Linked DNA regions of Mus musculus: regions 2, 3, 4 and 5 are each linked to region 1. A link is a contact called in public HiChIP or PLAC-seq and promoter capture Hi-C data. All regions are on one chromosome and are shown on one strand. The core of a region is the stretch at or near the end of the contact, and the rest is flanking DNA. Distances in the headings are between cores, read along the strand shown.

Region 1 (4,797 bases), core at 192-2,691:
ATACACACAGGATGGTGCAGAGAAAAGGAGCTTTATGCCAGGCACCGCAGCCTTGTACTGTGGCAAGAGAATAGGGTGGAGAGAAAGAGGTATCAAGATTAATATGAAAGAAACCAATGGCAGAGAAAGGCTGGGGACCCTCACCAACAGCTACACATAAGAGACAAAACAGTAGAAAAAGCTCATGGATTATAAATGTGGGAGAAGGCAGGTGCTGTGCAAATGGCACATACTCTACTCCTGGCCAGTGCCCTTGAGCTTCTAACAGCTCCCTCCTCTTCTGCTCTGTATCCACTTCAGTTGTGCAAGTGTTTTTCTTCCTGACAAACCCTTCTGTTCTACCACCATATGTGTGCCCCTAGTCTAATCCATTGTTCTGGCACACCCGGACTTGAAAATCTCAAGCAATAGCTGCAAGACTCCAGTCCACACCTGGCCAGGAATTCAATGCAGAAGATATGATGGTCCAGTCATCTATGCAGCCCCTAATCCCACACATGTCCTGATGCACCAGCCAGCATGCCTTTCTGCACTTTCACATGTTTACCCTTCCAGATCCTCTGTGTGCTCACGGGTAGTGAAGGGATGCTGCTTGCACCCTTCCTTGGTCCTTTGAATATCTGGGAAGGACCCTGGAGGAGTTGCTTTAGTTTCTTTCACTACCCCAGTGTGTGTGTGTGTGTGTGTGTGTGTGTGTGTGTGTGTGTGTGTGTGTGTGTGTGTGTTAAAGGCTAACTGTAGGACATAGGTTTCCCCTTCTACTGTACCCCACTCCCCACTCCCTTACCTGGATGAAGACCTGGAGCGTGGCGCGACTTACTAGCACCGTGCACACACGCGAGGCAGGCTCAGGCTCCCCGTCGGCCCTCTCCATTTCGTGCTTCTGTCCCATGATAACCGCCATGGGCAGGGCAAGGCCCAGAGAGGCGACCCAGACTAGTGACAGCAGGCGGCGGGTGCGGCGCGGGGTGAGCAGGCGGCGGGCGCGCAGCGGCTGGCACACGGCCAGGCAGCGCTCTGCGCTCAGGCTGGCCACGCTCAGCACCGTGGCGTAGGCGCACAGCTCACGCACGAAGTAATAGCCACGACAGCCGAGATCGCCGAAGACCCAGGGGTAGTGGGACCACACGAAGTTGTAGAGCTCCATGGGCACGCTGATCAGCAGTAGCAGCAGGGCTGACAGTGCCAGGCTGAGCACGTGGTAGCGCAGGCGCCCGGGGCGACCCGCCCGCGCCTTCAGCACCACGTGCACGGACAGCGCATTGCCGGCTGTGCCAAGCGCGAAGATGAGCGAATAGAGCGCGGTGAACAGCACCTTGGCCCAGAGGCGAGTGTCCACGCCCAGCCGCGCCTCCAGGCTCAGCCCTGCACTGGGGCTGGGCCTCGGGGGCCACAGGCTGCTGGTCTCCATCTCTGTCTCGTGGTGGCCTGATCTCCCTCCCTCTCACTGCCCAGAGCCTGGGCTAGCTGCCCGGGGAGCCAGCACCACCTCCTTTCTGGGAACCTCCAAAACTGGGAGGACACGCCTCTGGAGGGAGTTCCAGAATCAGTCTTCAATCTTTCTGCCATTTGGCTCATCCAGAAAAGCACGTGTTGGTGGAAGAAGGTGGGGGAGGACATCCTTTGAGGTTCACCTGGATGGCATTGCTGGTAAGCCATGTGACCCGTGGGTAGGTTTTTAAAAGCCCTCTGTCCCCACCCCATTGCTTTTCAACTTTAAAATACTACCCATGCTGCAGAATTTCTCTAGGGATCAAATGAGTTAATTGGCAGGCAGATGCTCAAGCTACAGTACAGACAGACAGACACAATTTGAACTTCGCAACATCCCTCACCCCCGTCTGTTTGTTGTCATTTCTATGAGCAATCTGAGAAAGAGACAGCTCAGAGAAGGCTTTGCCAGGCTTCAGCAACTTTGCTCTCATTAACCTGGCTGCCTCTGTGTGATGGTTTGTATGTGCTTGGCCCAGGGAGTGGCACTATTAGAAGGCGTGGCCTTAGCCGGGCATGGTGGCATACACCTTTAATCCCAGTACTTGGGAGGCAGACGAATTTCTGAGTTCGATGCCAGTCTGGTCTACAGAGTGAGTTCCAGGACAGCCAACCCTGTCTCAGAAAAACAAAAAACAAAAAACAAAAAACAAAAAACAAAAAAAGGCATAGCCTTGTTGGAGTAGGTTTGTCACTGTGCGTGTGGGCTATAAGACCCTCATCTTAGCTGCCTGGAGGTTAGTCTTCTCATAGCAGCCTTCAGATGAAGATGTAAAACTCTCAGCTCTGCCTGTACCATGCCTGCCTGGATGCTGCCATGCTCCTGACTTGATAATAATGGACTAAACATCTGAACCTGTAAGCCAGCCCCAATTAAAAGTTGTCTTTATAAGAGTTGCCTTGGTCATGGTGTCTGTTCACAGCAGTACAACCCTAACTATGACACTCTGTCGCAGTAATAACCTCAAGAAGGTGGCCAGTGCACGCACCCTCCTGGTATCACACTGTCCCAGGATGTCACCCTCAGAGCAGAGGGACGAGTGTGTGTTAAATCTGTTAAACTGTGCGTATTTGTGAGCTCATGAAGAAATGAGAACTCTGGAGCTGGAAGACTTTTTGGATACCCATCTTCCTGTTCAGAGGAGGTCTAGTGTCTACTGGGGACAGAATTAGATTGACACCCATACCTCCGGATTCTGTTTTTCCAACCTCACAGGTTGTATGGCCCAGTGACAATCAGTTTCATCTTCTTCCAGATCCATATCCACAATGAAACTGAGATTTATTCTCCTTCTATATGGGAAGGCTTCTGAGGTGGGGAATGGACGGGGAACAACACGCACTCCATGCCTTTATCTCCAAACCAGAGTTGGAGAGATGAGCACGCAGGCAGATACAGAGAAGCACAGCGTTGCGGAGCAGAACCAAAGCCTCTCTTCCCTGAAGATGCTCTTGTCAGGTTTGTCTGAGCATCCCTGAAAGTAGCTAATACAATGCGCTTGCTCAGCTCAAACATAAGCACATCTTGAAGGGCTATATTTACTGTAAATGCCTTTATTAAACAAAACATTGGCTTTACCTCCCGAAGCTGCCAACTAACCATACTTCTACCGCAGGGACTCTTCTACCAACCCAGAGCAGACACTGTGGCTATGTAACTATAACCCATGAAATATTTCTGGATTTGCATTATGAAAGCCATTCCCTCCTGTCCCCCGTGGGACCCATTACAATGCTGGGCACTGGCTGATTCATGCATCGCTATTTGCTCAAACATACCTTATGCAGTGTAACTGCGTGTCAGTTAGCTGGTTTACAATGCCAAAAGTGAATTAAGTCTGCACCTCACCCTGAGAGACTGCTGTGCTTGTTATGATTTGAGACACAAATAACAGACCCTCCCTGGCACATTCAGAGTGTGTAATAAGGGGGCTGGACGAGAGAACTCTGTTGAAATTGCCCCCATTGTGGCCTGTGAACTGGCCGACTCTTCACCTGGAAATTCCTGTCTAACCCCAAGAAAGTTTGTGGAGTTATGTGTGGCTCTCAGAATGACCCCAGCAATGTCATCCCCACACACTAAGCTATCCCCTCAAAAGTTAGAAGAAGAAGAAATCATTCTGTGATGTCGGAGAAGTCTTGGCCTTGGCAGGGGACAAGCATGAGAAGGGTGAAATCATGGCAGAAATCATGGGTGAAATCAGTGTGCTATCCTAAAAAGTTAGAGACTTCTGCAACTGGTGATGTTCAAAATAGAACCGAGCTTTTAGGGCTGAGGACACAGACCTGAGGTGTCCCAGTGGTGGTGAGGACGGCAAGGCATGGACTCACAGATAACAGCCCTCCTGGGCACAGTCTAAGTGTCACATAAGAAGAGCTCTGGCGAATATGAGGACTCCAATTCCATCTTCAAAACCCAAGTGAGAATGCCAAATGTGGTCGCACACGCTTAAAAGCCCAGGGGTATGTTGATGGAGGCCAGATGGGAAAGAAAAGGCTGCTGGAGGTCGAGCAAGTCCCCCTAAGCCCTGCCAGATTCTAGGGGACAGAGATGGATAAGAGCTGCATGGTTCTGGCTGTAGTTTCACCCCAATGTTGAGCCCATGCTTGAGCCTCATTGGTGGTCACTTCCCTGTTCTTGGCATGCTACCTAACTGTAACTCCCCATTTAACACTACTTAATTCAATCCCGGCATCGGCAACATATAAGCCTTAAATAGCTCAATGGCTGGACCACTTCCTAACCTTCACATGGCTAGTCCACCCTCCGATATTCCCAAATTACTAAAATCTATATTACATCCTTGCTGACCTAGCCCTAGATGTGTAACCCTCTTGGGCTGTGATCTCCTGACTCCTACAAGGTGTAGGATCTATGTTCTCTGTCCTATGCCTCTCAGGTGTGGCATCTAAGTCCCTTCTCTTGGCATGGGGGATCTCTCTCTCCCTTCCTCTTTCTGTTCCTAGCCAGGAATCCTAAAAGTCCCACTTCTGTCTGCCCTGCCCAGCCATTGGCTGTCGGCATCTTTATTTACCAATCAGAACCAAATGTGGGCAGGGTCCCTCAGTGTCTTACATGTGAGACACTGCAAACAGGTTTTTGGGGGAACATAATTAGCAGAATACAAGCAGCATTAGACCAAACCCACAACACCTACCCAGTGCAAACTCCCAGCTGTCTAATCCGCAGTGAGACATGTGTCACCACGAACTCTGTCACTTTTAGCAAGTTGCCAGTGTGTGTGAAAGCCCTGTGATAGGTTTGGAACTCCGGGGACAATGGCGGAGATGCAGCCCACTCTGCCT
Region 2 (4,803 bases), core at 1,508-4,007, 670 kb before region 1:
TGTAGCCATGGCTGTCCTGGAACTCGCTCTGTAGACCAGGCTGGCCTCGATCTCAGAAATCCGCCTGCCTCTGCCTCCCGAGTGCTGGGATTAAAGGCGTGTGCCACCACGCCTGGCTAATGTCTTGACTCTTAAATCACAGCAAACTCAGATTTATAGGAAGAATGGATGGTATCAAAAAGTCAAAGACACTCTTAATATTCCACCAGCCTTGAGGAAGCTAGGTCAGTGGCTTTTAGCAATACTGAGTAGAAAAATGTTGACTGTAAGGGATTTCATGGGTTCAAGCGATGTCACAGTCCTGTAGGCTTGCTGGCAAGTGTGAAGACACACTCCTCAGACCACCAGTACAAGTTCCATTTGTAGTTATTCTATTAATGGAGCTATTCATCTAACTCCCTGGGCTTCCCTCCCCTTTGTCTGTCAGTGATCTGGTCCCAGGTCTATCATATTGGTTTCCCCGGCCTGGAAAAAATGGAATGATTTGAAGTCTAAGATTGAGACCACCCCAACAAATGTTCACCAAGCCACTCCTTTTCTGGAATAGGCACTCAGACTCCTTGTGCACACAGTGTTTCCTCATCCCTCGGTTTCAGGTGTCCTCCCTCAGGACATGTTGCAAGGACTGACTAATGCACAGTAGTGTCTCAACACCGTGATGTGCAGTGCAGGTGCTAGGAGCTCCATCTACAAAGCATGGCAGTGGGATCAGCTTGACCTCAAACCACAAGTGTCCTGGATCTGGCTTCCCACCCACCACGGGTCACAGCAAGTCTCCCATACAGCAAGTTCTTTCCGACATGAATGGGTTCATATGGCTAGTGTGATAGAGCAGAGAGAAGAATCCTTTCTCAGGCAGCAACCAATGAATTCTTCAACAACCCCTTTGGCATCATCTCTTCCATTGTTTACAGAGAAGGACAAGCTGAGTTTCCTCTTTTAGGGCCTAGAAAATGGATTCTTGGGTGTGTTTATTTTTGTCTTGTTTTTTAATGTATGCATGCATAAACGTGTCTATCTGTATGTATGTATGTATGTATGTATGTATGTATGTATGTATGTATGTATGAATGCATGCATGTATCAGACAGGGTCTTGCTATATATGCCTGGCTGGTCTGCAACTTGATATGTAGTTTAGTTTGGCCTCAAACTCACAGAGGTCTGCCTGCCTCTGTCTTCCAGTGCTGGGATTAAAGGTTTGTGCCACCATATCTGACTCTTGTCTTGTTTTCACATTCCCAAGTTAATTCCTAGGGTTTCCCCTTTTTAGTTTCAAGTATTCTTTCCTTCCTTCCTCCCTTCCTTTCTTTTCTTTTCTTTTCTTTCTTTTCTTTTCTTTTCTTTTCTTTTCTTTTCTTTTCTTTTCTTTTCTTTTCTTTTCTTTTCTTTTCTTTTTTAGTTTTTTTTGAGACAGGGTTTCTCAGTGTAGTTCTGGCTGTCCTGGAACTCACTCTGTAGACCTGATCTTGAACTCAGAGATCCACCTGCCTCTGCCTTCCAAGTGCTGGAATTAAAGAGATCTATCAATCTGTCTGGTGCGTGCGTGTGTGTGTGTGTGTGTGTGTGTGTGTGTGTGTGTGTGTGTGTGTGTGTGTGTGTGATGTGCAGCCCCCCCCCCCAGGCACCTCTGTAGAAATCAAAGGATAATTTTTGGGAGTCAGTTCTCTCTTTCCACTATGTGGGGTCCTGAGATCAAATTCAGATTGTCAGGTTTGGTAGCAAGCACTTTTTTTTATCTCATGACTTCACTTTCTGATTACAGGTAAAATATGTACTTAAGCTTGGTCTTAGTAGAACCTATATTTATCTATCAGTCAGTCTGTCTGTCTGTCTACCTATCATCTATCTATCTGCCTACCTACCTGTCTATTCATCCATCCACCTACCTATCTATCACCTATCTATCTATCTGCCTGCCTACCTATCTACCTACCTACCTACTTACCTACCCATCTGTCTGTCTAATTTCGCTGGGAACCAAAATGAACGTTGGGCTGGGCTAGTAAGAGCTCATTAGTCACACTGAACGCCTATGCAACTTTTTTCCATATTATTTTTTCTGTCCTAGGGCTGGAACCCAGGGCCTTGCACCTGCTAGGCACGCAGTCCACCTCAATTATGTCCCTCAGCACGACTTCAGCAGCTTTAAATCCCCTCTGTGTGGGTGGGGAGAGATGGGTGTTTCCTGGGCAACCAGGGGCAAGCTGGCACCCACGCAGACTGTAGAGAAGCCTCTCCTCCCTGCAGGTGTGTGTGTTTGTGTGTTGGAAAACATCTGTGAACCTGTTGCGCTGCTTTCCGTGGGTCAACCCGGTCTCTCATGCATGGACTTCGGATACTCCCTGGAGCAGGTGAATCCTTGGAGACAGGGCCGGGCCGCGGTGAAGTGGGAATGGGAGGCTGCAGCTGGGGGACCCTCCTTCTGAGAATCCTGTCTTGTTGCTGCCTCACGGAGGTGGCTCTACTAGCGCCCGGTATTTCTGTTCTGCGGATGGAGATCGGGTCAGGCTCCCAGCTACCACCAACTCCGGGCTAAACCCACGCGCAGAAGGGATCAGGGCCCCCCTGCATCTACTTGTATCCCCTCTGTACCCTGCCTGCATAGTGTCTTTCCGGAGCTTGAGCTTGGGTCCACAGCAGCGCCACACCGACACGGACATCAAGGGAGGCGGGCAGCCCGTATGCAAATATCAGAGGGGCCCAGGATTGCCCCTCCCGCTGGGATAAAAGGCGGGGCGGGGCGCGCACCGGACCATAGAAGCCGCTGCCTCCCGGGAGCCGGCCGTGCGCTCCCGCGGAGCCTCCCGCACGGTGTCCCCGCGTGTCTTCTACAGCTCAGTCTTCCGTCGCTCCTGGTAAGGACTCGAAGCCGAGCTGCGACAAGGATCAGGGGTGGGGAGGGAGCTGTCGAGGCCGCAACGAACAAGGGGCGACACGCGTTCCCTCGGTCGAATCCGTACTTCCGTGGGTCCTCGTGGTCCGGGTGTGCACTTTCTCAATGGGAACATGGGAAACCGGCGCCCACACCGCACTCTCCCTGGCTTGGCAGGTGGCATCTCCCCAGGAGCTGCTCACTGGCCAGTTTGTCCCCAGGCGATATTCACTCAGGTCGGAAAGAACAGCATTTGGTTTGTGCAAGGTTAGCAGGGACCGGGATAGGCAGGGTCTCAGGTCCCTATGAGATGGTGAGATGGAAGGAGAGAAGAAAAGGACTCAGTGGGGGTACCCGTTATCCCGCGGCGATTCTCCAGTTTTCTGCAGATGTCTCAGGATGGGATGCACCAGGGAGGTGACAGGCACGGAGGGGAAAGGTGCAGGTGTGCACATATTTGAATGAGCAGAACAGATCTAGGCCCCTACACCGGCTATGGAAATGTAACTGCTGGTCTGTCGGCCCAGGAAGCTACCTGGTCCTACCAAGACCTATCTCCCTCAGCAGAAGACTCCAGCAGCCCTTTGAGGCACTTCTTTAAAGTTTGTTTCTAAAGCTAATTCCTGGCTTAAGATTGGCCAGCTGAGATCTGGGTTTGACCTGATGTTATACTGTGGAAAATCCCTTGTCTCCCACCTTCATCCACCCTTCCTGGATTCCATAAAGTACAACAAGCCAAGATGAGAAAAGATCCTCCAAAAGCCGTCTATGCTTAGCCTTCTGTCTGCCCATCTTAGAGCTGCTGTACACTGAAGCTGGGGAGTGCAAGGAACCAGTGTGGGCCAATCAAAGCCCCCTAGGGAGGGTAGGTGAGAGGTTTCCCTATGGCGGGGGCTTCCCTGGGGCACAGACATATTGCTTGGTGGCAAATGCATGTCCTTAAATGTCCTTAAAGCTGCTGAAAATGAACTAGAAGGTCAAGGAAGCCAGGCGTGACAAATGGAAAGAGTGGCAGGGCCCAGAGAGGATTAATTCTGAGGTAAGGAAAGGTGAAGTAGACACCAGACACATCTCTGCTCCTGTTTCTGTTTGTGTGCATTAGTCTTGGTGCCTGTCGGTAACTAGATAACCGGAAGACTTGCAAACATGTCTGAGTTTTGGCTTATTTCGGCCCCTGGCGATAAGGAAAATTTACAGGCTCTGGAAAGGATGAACAATGTAACTTCAAAGTCTAACCTGTCCCACAACACCAAGTTTGCCATCCCAGACTTCAAGGTAAGATATCCCAAGAGGAGGGGGGAGGCTATGGATTGGCGGAGGGCAGGGGTTTCTGAGCAGGAGGTGGCTTCTCAGAAGTCAGGGATAAGGACTCACCGCAAATGTAGAACAGTGACGACAAATAAGCCTGGGCTAGAAGATGACTTTATGCCATATCCCCAGGTTAACTGTGGCCCTTCTGGACCTGAAGCCATAGATAAGCATGAACACGGCAGGCCACGTGGATGGAATGTAGGTGGGAAGTGGAAGGGCACTGTGTATGCACACTCTGATCCTTCGGAGTGGTCCTCAGGGTCTGCTGCATCTAAACAGACCCACTGCATAGCTGAATGTGTACGGTGGGAGCTTTGATGCTTTTCTTGACCTAGAGGTAGTCCAGAAAGTCTGGGTCTTTCTGATTCTGTTGTGGGGGTCAGACACAGTGGGAGTTTCAAGATCTGAGAGGGCTCTTGTAGACAGGGAAGCTCAGATGAAATAAATGTTAAAGATGAGGAAATAGGAACCATCTTTTTAAAAAATATATTATTTTGTTTGTATCAGTTTTTGCTTGCATGGATGTATGTTTGTGTACCATGTGTGTGCCTGGTGCCTGTGGGCATTAGAGATCTTAGAACTAGAGCTACAAACAGTTGTGAGCTGCCATGTGGGTGC
Region 3 (5,026 bases), core at 412-2,911, 610 kb before region 1:
TGTCTGAGTTCGAGGCCAGCCTGGTCTACAGAGTGAGTTCCAGGACAGCCAGGGCTACACAGAGAAACCCTGTCTCGAAAAAAAAAGAAAAAAAAAAGAAATTGTCATGAATTCATATTTGTTTGATACACTGAGTCTTGTGAAAATTGAAAGGTAGAAAAAAAAGTCTAGTTATAGACACTTGGAAGGTAAAGTCATTACGGACTACCAATCATCTCCCATGTAACCTTGTTATAATCGACTTCTGACTGATGGCCACCCTAACTTTTAAGGTGCTTAGGTCTTAGACCTTTGATAGGGTAGCCATCTGTTAAGAGAAGCTCTCAAGGAACTAGGCAAAGTGTAAAGACAGAAGTCTTACTATATCAGCCATGGAAGAGGAATGCCTTCCTGAGGCATGGAGCCTCCATCCCTGTGGGAGCCTGCAGAGAACATGTTGCTCCCCTGATGCCCTAATGGCCAAGAGAAGTGGAACCACCCAGTTCTGCCTCAGCCTACCAACTGATGGCTCTAAGATGATCTAACAGGGTTAGGAAGAATCAAATACACTGTTCCTTGCACTTGCTCTCCAAGCAACAGCCCCACCCCCACCCGGGGTGGTGGTGGTGGTTTACTATGGCTGAATAGGTCAATGCTGACCCATCAAATCCTGCTTCTAAAATTCACATGGCCACTCTACACAGTGATAATGAGCACCACCGGGAAAAAAAGAACTCCCAGGGTCCACAATCTATGCGTGCAGATGGTTTTGCCATCTGTGGCTTCCCATTCAATCTCTGTAGCAGTTAAGGGTGTTATAAATTCACACCAGTAACATTTCTGCCTGGCAGCCGCTGGCAGCAGGGTAGCCAAAAAAAAGGCTGACTACCTTATTAAAATAATGAGTTAATTGATAGAATCACTTTTTCACAGGCACTCACTGGAAAACCAAAGATTAAATCTTTCCCTCTCATCTGCTCTCTACAGTAACCCAGAAAGTAGTATTTTTCTTGCTTACTCTCTTTAAATATGTACTATAGCTCATGGGGCGAACACGGTTGAAAAAAGCTGGCAGAGCAGTGAGAAAATATGCTCCGGGTCTCAACTAGTAAATGGAGGGAGAAGTGGTGTAGGGATCCACCTCCCTCTCCTACTTTCTAGCCAGGATCAGCTGAGTTAACTAATGTCAAAAACTATAGGCCCATTTACAAGGACAGCCGGGAGATGAGGGCCCCTCAGATTCGCCCACGAGTCGCTAAACATCATTCCCGGACACCTGGGTGGACGACCAAAGGCATTTTAAGTGCTCAGGAGTTGTGAGGCCTTGGTCAGTGGGCACTGCCCACTTCTAAGACACCTTCGGGACAGGCCTCTGCTATCTGCCTATAAAAGTGAAGGCTGAGCTGGACCGGAGGCGGACCGCACTCGTGGGGAGCAGAGGCTGCAAGTCTCCGACTCCCCGGGGCCTCCCGTAGTGGGCCCGACCTGGCCTCTCCCACCCAGCTCGCCGCGAAGTCCCCAGGCAGGCCCGGCAACTCGTCCCTCCACTCGGCCCTGCTTCGCGGCCCCGGCCCTTCAGGCTGCCTCCGACCGGCTTCCCACCACAGGCCCGCGCTTACCGAGCACCAGGCGAGCCATGCCGATCACCCGCATTCTGTCCGTGCCGCCGCTGCCTCGGCTCTGCCGCGCCCACGTCCCGCCCTCGGCTTCTAGCGGGCGGTGCGCCGGCGCGCGGAGGCGGGCCGGAAGGGCTCGCCACGCCGTGGCCGCCTTTCATTGGTCTCTGTGGACTTCGCTCATGTGCGTGGCCAATTGAAAGCGGCCGGGTAGAGGTTACCGGTTTGTTTTTTTTTCCTCGGGGGTGGGGGCGAGCGGAGTAGCGGAGCGGGGCGGGGCAGGGCGAGGATGGGCGGGGAATGAAGGGGCGGGGTCAGGGGACCTCCGGCCCTGTTCCTGCGGGGTACCCCTTGTTCCCCTAATTTTTTTCTGAGTTAACTGAAACAAAACAAAAAACCCAGGACTAAGGGGTCCTCATTTCTTCCTGGCTTTCATTCTTTTTCCTCTTTGCCTCTCTCGTGGCCCCTTCCAGCTCTCATTCCTTGAACTGTCCCTTTATGTCGGGAGAATAGTCCTAAGACTTCAGTGTGTTTGGGACCTTATTTATTCTTTTGTTCGCGGACTCAGCATTCAGTGAAAACCATTTGCCAAACTTATTCTGTATATAGTATCATTCCAAACTTTATTTTGTTAAATTGATTGCAAAGCCTTGTTCACTCATGTGCCCCTAGACCCTCAGAGTATAAACTGCGGGGTTTATCGTTCTTGGCTCTGGGGGTGAGGGCTAAAATGTATTGCTTTGCAATATTTACAAAGGTGTTTAAGGCTAACAGAGTGAGACACAATAGAAAAATAATGGCAGGGGATGCCTTTCTGTTGGTGTGCTTGAGTAACATGCGTGAAGCCCTGGCTAGGATCCCTAGCACCACAGAAACACAGCATGGTGACTATGGTGGCTAGTTTTATGGCAACTTGACTCAAGCTAGAGGAAACCTCAAAAACAACAAAAAAAAAAGCTTCTATAAGATCCAACAGTAGGACATTTTCTCAATTAGTGATTGAAAGGGCCCAGCCCATTGTGAGTGGTGCGGTCCCCGGACTTGCGGTCCTAGGTTCTATAAGAAAGCAGGTTGAGGGTAAGTCCTGAGCAGCGCGTCAGTAAGCCACATCTCTCCGTGGCCTCTACTTCAGCTCCTGCCTCCGGGTTCCCATCCTGTTTGCCTTCCTGCCCTGACTTTCTTGAATAATCAACATGGAAGGATAAACCAAACCCTTTCCTCCCCAAGTTGCTTTGGTCATGGTGTTTCATCACAGCTACAGTAACCCCAACTAAGACAGTAACACACCTGTAGTGCCAGCGCTAAAGAAAAGGAAGCAAGAGAATTAGGGGTTCAAGGCCAGCTTTGGCGACACAGTCAGTTTGTGGCCAGCCTGGACTACATGAGATCCTGTCTAAATTTTTTAAATGCTAATAAAAATTTTAACAACAATAATAGCTTCTTTTTACTGAATGACAAAACAACGCTGACCCTGGCCAGAGCTCTCTTGGGCAAAGGGCTCCAGGAGAAGTGGTGCCCTGTTGGAAGGTGGAGCCCTAGGAGTGCCTTTGGAGAGACTGGCAGGCAAATGAGGCTCCAAGGAGCACCAGAACCACAAGGCTGACTCTTGTAAGCCATTGGCAAGCTTTCCTGTCCACAGCAGGCACACTGCTTATTTTGGGACAGGAAGTCCCTCTGGAACCTTGGTTAGCTCCACCTTTGCAGGAAGGTGCCAGTGATCACAGAGCTATGTGTGGAGTCAGAGCAGAGGTGTGTGAGGTCTGCAGAGAGACATAGTTGGGCGGTGTGTTCTCCTGGAAGGCCCTGAGGTGAAATGCTACTTGTTTTTCTGAGGCTTTCCTCAGCTTTCTGTGTTTCCCCCTGAAATATGCAGCTGTAGAAAATGGAATTCCAGTGAGATCCTTTCCCTTGACGGATAAGGACTGGGAATGAAATCCTGTTTTCATCCAGACGTAGGAATTTAATTCTGATCACCTGCAGGGGATCCCCTCATTTCTTATTCCTTAACCCAGCCTCCTCCTCCTCACATGAACCATCAAGCTGCCACAACGTGTCAAAAAGGGGCGTGCATTCTGAAGCTACCAGCTGACTCTACCTCTTTAGGCCTGCTATGTGAACAACACCATAGTCCTAACTCAAAACCAGTCCTGATAGTGGTAATAGTTCTGGTCCATTTCATGACTCATGAGGTCCCCATCTAATCTGTCGCAGAGTAAGGCAAACGTGGACCTTTCCATGAAGCCTACTGTACACGGAGACTGGCTTGCAAATGTGTACCAGGATAAGCAGGAACCATTCCCTTTCATTAAAAGCAAAGAGGATATTAACAGTCTATGCTGGTCAGCTTTTGTCAGCTCAACGTCAGCTAGAGTTACCTGGGAAGAGGGGATCTCAATTAAAAATTTGCTTCTATCAGTGTGGCCAGTGGGTATGTCTGTGCAAGCACCTCTTTTTCCTTTTTAACTGCTAATACATGGAGGAGGGATCAGCCTTCCCTGGGCAGGCGGTCCTAGGTTGTATAAGAAAGGTGACAACAGGAGCAAGGAAGCAAGCCAGGAGGCAGAGTTCCTTTGTGCTCTCTGCTTCAGTTCCTGTTTTCGGCTTCCTGCCTTTGTGTCGCTTGAGGATGGGCTGTAACTAGTAACCCAAATGAACCTTTTCCTTACAAGTTGCTTTTGGTCAGTGTTTTATCAGAATAGGAAAAACAACAACAAACAAACAAACAAAACCCTAAGGCACAGCCTAACTATGCCAGGTCCTGATGGAGGCACAGCCCCTGCCAGGGAGCACACAGCCCACACAGAGGCCAAGGAGACAAAGGCACATTATAGTGATAGTGCTGTGTTCCTTGGGTTCTGCTTCAGTGAAGACCCTGGTACCATAGAACCCAAGATTAACCTCTTTTTTGTTTGCTTCCTCACTGTGATAAAATGTATATACAATTCCCTGCTTTGGATTTTTTCACAGCGCTGAGGATCAGACCCTTACACATGCTAGCAAGCCCTCTGCCTTGGGGTCACACCTCCAGCCCCCACTCAGTATCCACATCCAGAGTTTTCATTGTTCCAAACAAAATTCTGCCTACAAGAACTTCATCTTTCCCCCTCATCCCTGGTCATCATACTTTCCATGTTTAGAAATTTGCCTAATGTAAATGCTTCATACAGGCTGGATCAATTCTGTCCTTTCAGAGTCTAGCCTATTCTCTATATTCAACATGTCATATGAATGTTGCCATACATGTTTTCAAAGTCTCTCCATATGGTAGCATGTGTTAGAATCTCATTTCTTTCTAAGGTTGATTAGATTTCCAGTGCAGTGATGCATCATGTTTTATTTACCCATTTCTCTGTTGATAGACAGTTGGGGACTTTTTCCCTTTCAGTGTTAATATTCCTATAGTCACTGATGGTCAAATATCTTCAGTTCTT
Region 4 (5,071 bases), core at 974-3,473, 1.0 Mb after region 1:
GGCTTGTTGTCTCAAATTCTGATTGTCAAGGTATGAAAAAAAATATATGAAAAGTTTAAGTTATGTCCAAAGTTTGCTGACTTAATTCAAGTGTTACTACATTACTACTAAGAGCTAAGAATTTATTTTTTAAAATATTTTTTATGGTTGAAAAAGTCTATGGAGCAATAGTATTCTGAGACAGATGTACATTACAAAAAGTTCAAGTTTCAGGTGCCAAAAGTAAAGCTGTATTGTAACCTAGATTCCCACACTTTCTCTTCTCTTTCTCTTTCTACTGTCTGGGGAGGCTTTTAGGACACAGGAAGTTGGGTGGTTTGGAGAGGTAGCTATAACCTTCACAGCCTAGAATCCTAAAGTACTAGCTTTCTGGTCCCTCACAGAAAGACCTTAGTCAAGCACATTCCATTCCTGTATTCAGCCTACACGTTGGACATGTGATCAATTCTAGGCTGGCAATAGTGAGTTGAGTAAACCTGGTCCTTGACACTAAGAAAAGAGGATCCATTATAGAGAAAGATAAGTAACCATGTTTTTATAAGATCGCATTCAGCCCCAGAAGAGGTAGAAGGGGAGGGATTTCTCTGGCAAGCTGAGGTCAACCTGGTGGCTGGTGGTTGTACGAGTTAAATTCTATCATTGGTGTGATAAAATACCCAATGAAATCACTTAAAGGAGAAAGCTTATTTTGTCTCTTTGGTTGAAGGTATAGTCAGCCCATTACAGTGGGGAAAGGCTGTCAACAAGACAGCCTTTGACTCAAGTGGTAGATGTACTAGGGGCGAGTCACATTGTATCTACAGCCAGGAAACAGAATGACATCAATGTTGATGTTCAGCTCACTTTGTCTTTTATATTCAGTCCAGGATTCTACAGGGACAGTGTAACCCCCATTCATAATAAGGCTTCCTTCTTCAGCTAAACCTCTCTGGAAATGTCCACACTGATGGAGCCATAGGTGTGTGTCCTAAGTGACTCCAAATAATTCAAGTTAACAGGAAGATTCACCACCCCAGTGGTTCTACTGCCACTCTTCTGTCCGCCCCAACCGTTGCCCCTTCCTCTACCATCTGTCCCCTGGTACACCTGTTCCAGGCTCTTGACAATTCTATGCATCAGGGACAACAGGTGCAAGGCACAGTTCCTGGAGGACAGCCGACCTTCTTATAGTCATGACGCCTAATTTCTAAGCTTGGCTGTGTTTCCCTGAGACTGGCTATTACCATGTGTGAGGCTCTTTGGAAGCTGGCTGGAAGCAGCTGTTAGAGATGTCCCAATACTTATTTCTACAGTTACAACTGCTCATTTTCCAGGACTCATCCTTTGTATTTGTGGCCCCTAGAATATTGGTCCCATGAGAATCTCCTGCCTCTCCTTCAGTGCTTCTCTACAAGCGTTGCCACCAAGGCAGTCATCTTCAGATGACACATGCCAGAGGAGCAGATGCACTGATATCTCCATGCCTGTCATTCTCTAAGCTGTTCTGAACATCTGAAATAGGAAACAACTAAGAAGAGGTTAATTCGGTAGCCATCACAGATATTATTCTTAAAGGGGAGACCCATAACACGACAAGCTAGATGAGTGACATTTTACTGCAATACTTAGGCAATCAAAACCAGGACAAAATTTAAACTAAAAGGAAAACCTTCCAGGAGGAACATTATGTGTGAGAACCAAGTTAAGAAGTGCGGAAAAGCCATTTTATTTTCTTAATAGCTAATTCCAGAAAAAAACACAGAATAGGGAGAACATTCTTTCTTTTTATTTTTTTCTTGGGTTTTGGATACAGGGTTTCTCTGTATAGTCCTGGTTGTCCTGGAACTCACTCTGTAGACAAGCTGATCTGGAACTCACAGACATCTGCCTGCTTCTGCTTCCCAAGTGCCAGGATTAAAGGCATGTGCCACTGGCCAGCATTTTTGAAGCTGGATCCCTGTGGAGTTTTAGAAACAGCAAGTGTGCTGTTTGAAAGATAAAGGATTCTTGTCTGAGCTGCCTTACCTTGTGTGTTTTTAAAAACCACCACTTTCCCCAGGGTTTCAGTTTCCTCTATGGAAATGAAATAAGGCAGATCAAATGCTATTGCAGACTTATCCTTGATACGTGAATGCTTTGTATACAAAACTTTGTAGACAGAATTCCACTTGGAACTGAGTAGCAAACACACACAACGGATGTGGATCTTGCTCCTACAGCCAGCCAAGGTGTGACAACAGACATTGCACAACACTCTTTGATGCAATGTTCTTGTTTGAGGGGGCAGGAGGTGGTTGGGAACTGCCTGCAAGCCATTTCAGTCACTGGGACATGAGCTCACCATTTCCAGACAAGAAGCTTCTGAAACCATTTAGTCTGCCTTGACAGTGAGGTGTTAGAGAAGAGGCTGGCCGAGGAGCAGCTGCAGAGTTGACGGATGTTTCCCAATGGGAGCCGTCACTCCACCGTGTACGAAAGTGCTTGCACCATCCTGTTGCAGTACGAAACCCATGCCCTTCGTCCAGCTGGCAAGCTCTAGCCCATGCAAACAAATGTGTTTAAAGATAGACTGCTCATTTTATGATGGGTGTATGTTGAAACAGGACTCCCTGGCTTTCCATGAAGCCTAAAGGCACAGTCTGAAATTTTAATCACACATGAAGATATTTAAAGGGGCAAATACAGACAACTCTTTATCTGTTTATATGACCTAAGGACATTGCATTTACTACCTAAAAACTACATTTGTAGACCTTTTTGCTCTTGAGTTTAAGTTCCTCAAAAAATGGCAAAGGAATGCAATTATTTTCTGCATTCCTTGCACGGATCATGAACACAGGTTCAAAATGCAGCCACGGTATACTAGTTGGAATTAATCTGAGCTCATGCAATCATAGAGAATAAGGCATCATGGAAATAAATCCTTTGTATAGTATCTATTCTATAAGGAAGGAATCAGAAGTCAGAGTTTCATAAACATTTAGTGGAAGAAAAGGTAAGAGGATAAAAAGTATCTTGATTTTTAGTTTTAAGTGTGAAACTTCTGCACAAATACTAGGTTATTACCTTGTCCTAAGTGAGACATTTCCCTTACTTCCTGCACTTGATCTGCCAAACAAACATGGCTCTAACTTCTGAAAGATTCAATTCTATACAAGCAGGACTTTCTTTCCTTTTTCACTAAAAAAAATATATGCATTCCTACAAAGAAACACATGTCTAAGCAAAACAAAATGAACACAGGATAGTCTGAGTGTAGTCCTACACATCTATGACCCTAAGCAAGAAAAGAAATGTCCCATCGTCTTCTCATTCAACTCAGCAGAAAGAATTGTATTTTGTTTTGTCTTGAGAATTCTATAACTGCACATTTGTAAAACTCTAATATGAAGTAAGCTGAAAGGGTCAGAGCTCTGTTGGTCCTTTTTGAAGTGTGAACCTGAGAAGGGAGCAGGCAGCACAATGGCTAAACGTGTGCACCCTTAATGTCCCTTCCTGTCAAAGCTTTCTTTGAGTGCCAATAAAAGTGTGTGAGGGGACAGGAGACCTGCTGGGGCTTGCCATGTGAGCCAGAGGTGAACAGGGTGGCATTTTCCTTAGAAACAATTAAGGAATTTCCTAAACAAGCAACCCACTAAATTCTGCAATCCATCCTTCTCATCCAATCTCCCCATTCTTGTTTCAGTGACTCATAATTTTAGAGTCCACCTTTTCCTAGTACTCCCTTGGGGATGATAGCATTAGCTTAGGAATAGTAAATTGTTGTAGTTTGCCTCTCGAATGTTCTCCCAAGGCCATGTATCAATGTCTTGGTCCTGGCCTATGAAGCCACTGGAAGGTGGGACCTTAAGAAGATTAGTGGAAATTAGCTCAGTGGGGAATTCATCTTTGAAGGGATATAGGTACCTACTCATTCCTTTCTTACTTTGCTTACAGCTTACTTCAAGCTGACCTGAGGAAAGAAAATTGGTGTGCTGTTGAATCCTGCCTTGTTGTGATACTTTGCCCCAGATTTGAAACGGCAGAGCCAATCAATAGACAATAGACAAAGATATCAACATTACCAGCAGCTGCTCACTTTGTGAATGACTGGCAGCTGGATCCAATCATACCAAAGCAATCTCAACCTAAAGAGTTTCCTTCCCTTCCCTCCTCCCTTCCCCTCCCCTTCCTTTTCCTTGCCTTCCTTCCACCTCTCTCCCCTTCTCTCCTTTCCCTCTCTTCTCTTTTCCTCCTACCTTCCTTCCTTTCTCATTTGTATTATATATTGTGTACACACACACACACACACACACACAGACACACACATGTTGGATGGCTGAATGCTGCAATATTTTAGTTCATAGATCTCCCTTAGGACTAGCAATGATTTGCAGAGTCAGTTAAAATATAACTGATTCGCAGATAAACTTTGGGTTTCCTAGAGGATGCACAGTCCAGAGGATGAATTCATCATGAGCAACGGTGGTTCTACAAAGAACACTAGGTTCATAAACTCTCTCCACTGCCACACTCCTGCCTAGATGTGAAGTCACAGTTCTGTTGTAATCTTCAGATCTGTGTGATTGATCTTGTCTACAGTGAGGAAATGAAATGCCTTTGGAAAGCAAGTGTGATTAGAAACATGTCTCCAGCTGCATATGTAGCAGAAGATGGCCTAGTTGGCCATCATTGGGAAGAGAGGCCCCTTGGTCTTGCAAACTTTATATGCCCCAGTACAGGGGAATGCCAGGGTCAAGAAGTGGGAGTGGGTAGGTAGGGGAGTGGGGGGGGTATGGGGGACTTTGGGGATAGCATTTGAAATGTAAATGAAGAAAATACCTAATTTAAAAAAATTTTAAAAAAAGAAACATACATGGAATAGGGCATCTCATGCTGTGGTAAAGTTCAGAAGAGCCGACTTCATTGTCACAGAGTATTGCAGCCCAGTCCTTTCCTCTGTAGTCTTATGGCTTGCTAACTCATAATCTTCCCACCCTTTTGCAAGGATAAGGTCCAGTGGTGAGCGTATTCATTTAGTACTTGGAAGCATCTTTTCCTACTGCCTATAGCCTTCTCTCGTTTTCTATGCATCCTACTTTAAACCAAGTGC
Region 5 (5,227 bases), core at 1,399-3,898, 520 kb before region 1:
CCTGCAGGGCTAGTCCACTCTCCAGTGGGGATGACCAACTCAGTCCCAGGCTCTAACCTACCCTCCCCCTAAGTAAATCCTCACAGCATTGGCATATTTGGCCAAATTGGCGTAGGACAGGTATTTCCCCTGCCCTAAATCATCCCAGTCCCAGATACCAAAACAATGGAGACCGCCCTTAAACAGAGCCTGTCAGGACTCCGGCTTTCTAGGCCTAAGTTCTTGCTTCTGCCATGCCTAGATTTCCCTCTGGAGACCCCAAGGAAGGCTCCCACTTTCTTCTTGTTCCCAGCCCTGTTTGGTCAAGCCTGTAGTTGTCCTGCCTGTGCCCTTTTCTTGGGGTTTCCTGGAGAATAATTTTAACACCTAACCTCTTCCGTGCTGGAGAGGTGTCTACAGATCTTACATGCTTAAAACACCCCCACACAGTGATGGTACCTGGGGTGGTGGCTGAGGTTCCATCAGCACTGTGATATCAAACCACGGGAACACTGTGGACAGTGTCAGCTTTGTCTGTTTTTGAGACAAGGTGCATTGTACCCCAGGCCAGCTTCAATTTCACTATGCAGCCAAGGATAGCCTTGGACCCCTAATCCTCCTGTCTCTACCATATCCAATTTTTATGCATCACTTTTGGGGGAATTCAGGAAGCATCACCCCATAATTCTTCCCTCTCTTGTTATGCCCTAACTATACTTATTATATATCTATCTATATGTATATGTAGATATATATCTATGTGTATTATATATATGTGTGTATTATATATGTGTATATATAAATATACATATCTATCTATCTCTCCAGTAGATTATGAATTCTATGCTTACCTAGGGTGGGTGTGGCATGTATACATGCACAGAACCTCAGTAAATATTTGAACATGTGAGCAAGGATGGCTTTTTTAAGCCCATAAAGCTCAGACTTAGATGCTCTTTGCACTGGACTCTGCTGGTATGTAGAAGAACAGGACAGGGCAAGGAGCACTAGCACAGACAATATGGACCCAAGGGTGTGGAGATGGTGGGCTGGTTGCCTACCAAGGAAAGGGGCCTTGGAGCCTAGCAGACTAAATCCCAAGTGCAGTGGGTGATGGTGGCAGTTACTTGATACCTTATTTTCTCAGAGAGCAGCTGGTAACTGAGTAAAAATATATATATATATGTATGTATGTATATGTATATATACATATACACACACACATATATATACACATATGTGTATATATACATATACACACATATAATGTATATATATTTACACACACACACACACACATGGCACCCAGAGTGCTAGGGGTACAGTGCTCTTATATTAGTGTTCACTGTTATTGCCATTCAACCTTTCTCATCCTCAATTTCCTATTCAGAGTAACACACCATGGAGAGGTGCTAAATGGAAATAAAATCAAAATTGTTAAAATATTTCCCTAATAAAAATTTGTGTACTGTATTCTACTGCATCTGACTTTTATATCACCCCATTAAAGAAAATACTGCTAGTGGCCCAGTATACCAGTTTCATGATTCATAAACAGGCATGGTCTTGAGCGGCTAAGAAATCCAGCTTACAGAACACATTTTAATGGTCTTTTTCAACAAGCAGTTTTAGAGTCACAGAAAATTTGTACAGAAAAATGCAGTTTCCCAGACCCTTGTCTCTACAGCTTCCCCCACAATCAGTACCCCCTCCCTCTACTGTCAACATCCCTGTAGGAGTGAAATGCTTGTCACAGTGGAGGAAATTCCAGGAATGGAGCATCTGTCATTACCCACATGGCCAAAGTGTCCTTTAGGACCCCCTCTTGCTTTTGTGCATCCTGTGGGTTTTGACAAGTGTGAATGACATGTTTGCCACCACACAATCAAACAGAATAGCTTAACTGTCCTATTCACCCCTCTTACTGGCTCTTCCTGTTCATCTCTCCAACTGTGTGTGTGTGTGTGTGTGTGTGTGTGTGTGTGTGTGTGTGTCAGTGTGTGTGTGTATGAGAGAATCCCTAGCCTAGGATAGCTTCCACCTCTAGAGGATAACCTTGAACTTCTGACCTTGCCCTCCTTTCCTAAGTGAGGGAAAGCTTGGATCATAGACCTCACCCCCACCTCACCCCCACCCCCACATCCCAAGCCCAGTTTATGTGGTACGGGATAACAAACACAGGGCCTTATGCATGCTAGGCAAAGGACTCTACCAAACTGAGCTACATCTCGGCCCAGCTTATGTTTTTAAATCCAATTCCAGGCCATAGCTAGATCCAGGGTTGATAACCCCGATGGTCAAGAACCTGGATTTGAACCAGAGATGTTCTCTGCCTCAGGAAAGATGAGAGGGAATATAGGGGCATCCAACTGGAAGAACTGATTTCTCTCAAAGTAGAGGGGGTTATGGGCACAGGGGTCATAGGAATCCAAGGCTCTGGGAGCTAATGGTGATGATGTTGTCCTGCTGGAAGCTAGCAGCTAGGCTAGCAGGAGAACCCTGGGTGAAGTGATGGCTAAGCTTTCCTCCCTTTTCATCTTGTGACCTGAAGCAATTTCCTCTTTATTGTGAAGGCTGGGACAAGTTGTGGTACAAGGTCACACCACCACCAGCAGGGCAGTGCTTAGGAGTGTCAAGGACTTATCCAGGGCCTACCGAAGCCTAGGACAGAAGGAGTGTGCCCAAGGAGTGCGCGGCTGCCCCTTGAGGGACTTGGTAAGCAACAGAGGTTCTCTTTCCTCTCTCACCTAGCTGGGCAGGAGGGATTTGGCAGCCTGAGCCGGGCTGGCCTTAAAGCTCTGGATCTTAACCTCTGAGCCCTCAGACTCAGCGGGTGGCGCCGGTGGCAGGGCGGCGGCAGCTGTGCAGGTCTGCCCAAGGGTTAACTCATTCCTGGGCAGCTGCAGCGCGTGCGGTGCGAAATCTCACCAGAAGAGGGTACAGTAGCAAAGCGTTTGACGTCAGGCTGGAATTCCTATTGTGTTTCGGACCCGCTCCGGCAAAGCCACTCCAAGTTAGCTCTCTATACAGCCCGGATCGCGCAGCTCTCGGGCTGACCCACCTCTGCCGCTCAACCGGGGAAGGAGGACGCTGCCTACGAGAAGAACCAAGTCCTGTCCCGGACCGAGCTGAAGGAGCCCGTGGGTGAGTGTCACCGGAGGCCACCGGCCGCAGAGTCCCCCGCCAGCGCTCCTGGATGCCCGCGTGCAGCCCCGCCACTGGGTGCATGGCTCCCTTGCGGCGCGCCCCAGCCTGCCTCCGCCCGCTGTGAGTGCCTTTTCCGGCAGGTGGTTGTTGTCCCCTAGGGCCTCGCATTGGCAGCGGCTGCGGCAGGGCTCATGGAACCGGGGCTTGCAAGCGAACCCGCGGGGAGCATGGACGCATCTGCTGAGCAAAGCCTCCCGGAGCCAGGCAGCCAGGACTCCGTGGCAGGCGAAGACATTGAGATCGTGGTAAATGTGGGGGGCGTGCGGCAGGTGCTCTACGGAGACCTGCTCAGCCAGTACCCTGAGACCCGGTTGGCAGAGCTCATCAACTGTTTGGCGGGGGGCTACGACACCATCTTCTCTCTGTGCGACGATTACGATCCGGGCAAGCGCGAATTCTACTTTGACCGGGACCCAGACGCGTTCAAGTGTGTCATTGAGGTATACTATTTCGGGGAGGTCCACATGAAGAAGGGCATTTGCCCCATCTGCTTCAAGAACGAGATGGACTTCTGGAAGGTGGACCTCAAATTCCTGGATGACTGTTGCAAGAGCCATCTGAGCGAGAAGCGCGAGGAGCTGGAGGAGATCGCGCGCAGGGTGCAGCTCATCTTGGACGACCTGGGTGTTGACGCTGCTGAGGGCCGCTGGCGCCGCTGCCAGAAGTGTGTCTGGAAGTTCCTAGAGAAGCCGGAGTCTTCATGCCCTGCGCGGGTGGTGGCGGTTCTATCCTTCCTGCTCATCCTTGTCTCCTCCGTGGTCATGTGCATGGGTACCATACCCGAGCTGCAAGTGGTGGACTCCGAAGGCAACCGCGTGGAGCACCCAACGCTGGAGAACGTAGAGACGGCTTGCATCGGCTGGTTCACTCTGGAGTACCTGCTGCGCCTCTTCTCATCGCCCAACAAGCTTCACTTTGCCCTGTCCTTCATGAACATCGTGGATGTGCTGGCCATTCTCCCCTTCTATGTGAGCCTCACACTCACGCACCTGGGCGCAAGAATGATGGAGCTGACCAACGTACAGCAGGCAGTGCAGGCCCTGAGGATCATGCGCATCGCACGCATCTTCAAACTGGCCCGCCACTCCTCCGGCCTGCAGACCCTCACCTACGCCCTCAAGCGCAGTTTCAAGGAACTGGGGCTATTGCTTATGTATCTGGCCGTGGGCATCTTCGTCTTTTCCGCACTGGGCTACACCATGGAGCAGAGCCATCCTGAAACTCTGTTCAAGAGCATCCCCCAGTCCTTCTGGTGGGCTATCATCACCATGACCACAGTGGGCTATGGTGACATCTACCCCAAGACCACTCTGGGCAAGCTCAACGCAGCCATCAGCTTCTTGTGTGGGGTAATTGCCATTGCCCTGCCCATTCACCCCATCATTAACAACTTTGTCAGGTACTACAACAAACAACGTGTCCTGGAGACGGCAGCCAAGCATGAGCTGGAGCTGATGGAGCTCAACTCCAGCAGTGCAGAAGGCAAGCCCGGGGGTTCTCGCAGCGACCTGGACACCCTGCCCCCAGAGCCTGCTGCCAGGGAGGGGCCAAGCTGGGGTAGCCGGCTGAAGCTCTCACACAGCGATACCTTCATTCCCCTGCTGACAGAGGAGAAGCATCATAGGACCCGCCTACAGAGTTGCAAGTGAGAGCTGGACTCCCTGGCAGGGACGGACTGGGCTGTGGATGGACAAACCATTGGGTAGACATGTCAGTAGGCACGTCTGTGGTTTCAGAGGAGCTGCTTGTGTCTTCCAGCCCTCCCCTGAGCAGACCTTTGCCAAGACTGGGTAAGACTCCTTGGGTGCCAGCTGTCCAGGTACAGGGGACCTGGGGAGTGCAGGAGCCACAGGGCCACTTTGGGCTATCAGATGGCCTGGCATGAGCTCACATCTGCTTTTGTGTCCCCCTCAATAAAACCTCCTGTTCAGCATACCCTCCGTGCTGTGGGTTGTCTCAGGCTGGTTACCCCAAGAGTGACTACTGCACACCCTAGTGCCAGGCCAGGAAGGAGGTGTGCAGCTCCAGAGGGAGTGGGGGG

What was found. Promoter capture Hi-C pulls out the DNA fragments that hold promoters and counts their contacts. HiChIP or PLAC-seq counts read pairs in DNA pulled down with a chosen protein or histone mark.
Region 2: an H3K4me3 HiChIP or PLAC-seq map of bone marrow-derived macrophages shows a contact between it and region 1, with 5 times the contacts expected there. The contact joins the promoter of Atp6v1c2 here to the promoter of Ntsr2 in region 1. A contact is called at or near these places in 2 of 39 promoter capture datasets (cranial neural crest and liver) and 1 of 115 datasets of contacts at active chromatin or transcription factors (bone marrow-derived macrophages).
Region 3: a promoter capture Hi-C map of hippocampal neurons shows a contact between it and region 1, with 3 times the contacts expected there. The contact joins the promoter of Pdia6 here to the promoter of Ntsr2 in region 1. A contact is called at or near these places in 7 of 39 promoter capture datasets (the 3T3-L1 cell line, 3T3-L1-derived adipocytes, cranial neural crest and 4 more) and 1 of 115 datasets of contacts at active chromatin or transcription factors (stem cell-derived neural progenitor cells).
Region 4: a promoter capture Hi-C map of liver shows a contact between it and region 1, with 4 times the contacts expected there. The contact joins the enhancer-like site here to the promoter of Ntsr2 in region 1. A contact is called at or near these places in 5 of 39 promoter capture datasets (the 3T3-L1 cell line, hippocampal neurons and liver).
Region 5: a contact with region 1 is called in a promoter capture Hi-C map of pre-B cells, with 4 times the contacts expected there. The contact joins the promoter of Kcnf1 here to the promoter of Ntsr2 in region 1. A contact is called at or near these places in 6 of 39 promoter capture datasets (the HPC-7 cell line, cranial neural crest, hippocampal neurons and 2 more).

Annotation. Positions count from the first base shown.
Region 1 is chr12:16,650,114-16,654,910 of GRCm38.p6, reverse strand. Ntsr2 (neurotensin receptor 2) reads right to left here and starts at 1,441. Exons shown (of 4, transcript NM_008747.2): 1 at 788-1,441. The coding sequence starts at 1,411. It also overlaps a transcript of Lpin1 not described here.
Region 2 is chr12:17,322,684-17,327,486 of GRCm38.p6, reverse strand. Atp6v1c2 (ATPase, H+ transporting, lysosomal V1 subunit C2) reads left to right here and starts at 2,757. Exons shown (of 14, transcript NM_133699.2): 1 at 2,757-2,857; 2 at 3,977-4,149. The coding sequence starts at 4,021.
Region 3 is chr12:17,263,224-17,268,249 of GRCm38.p6, reverse strand. Pdia6 (protein disulfide isomerase associated 6) reads right to left here and starts at 1,661. Exons shown (of 13, transcript NM_027959.4): 1 at 1,599-1,661. The coding sequence starts at 1,617.
Region 4 is chr12:15,650,848-15,655,918 of GRCm38.p6, reverse strand. All of the region lies in intron 1 of Gm40287 (a long non-coding RNA gene), which reads right to left. Among named protein-coding and RNA genes, the nearest start is that of Gm40287, 47 kb to the right of the region's middle. Within about 2 kb of position 2,223, at least 25 of the 459 cell types and tissues checked have an H3K27ac peak or open chromatin away from gene starts, as enhancers often do. A contact at or near this core is called in liver, where this site is marked.
Region 5 is chr12:17,174,309-17,179,535 of GRCm38.p6, reverse strand. It overlaps Kcnf1 (potassium voltage-gated channel, subfamily F, member 1), which reads left to right and starts at 2,648. Exons shown (of 1, transcript NM_201531.4): 1 at 2,648-5,227. The coding sequence starts at 3,318. The coding sequence ends at 4,835.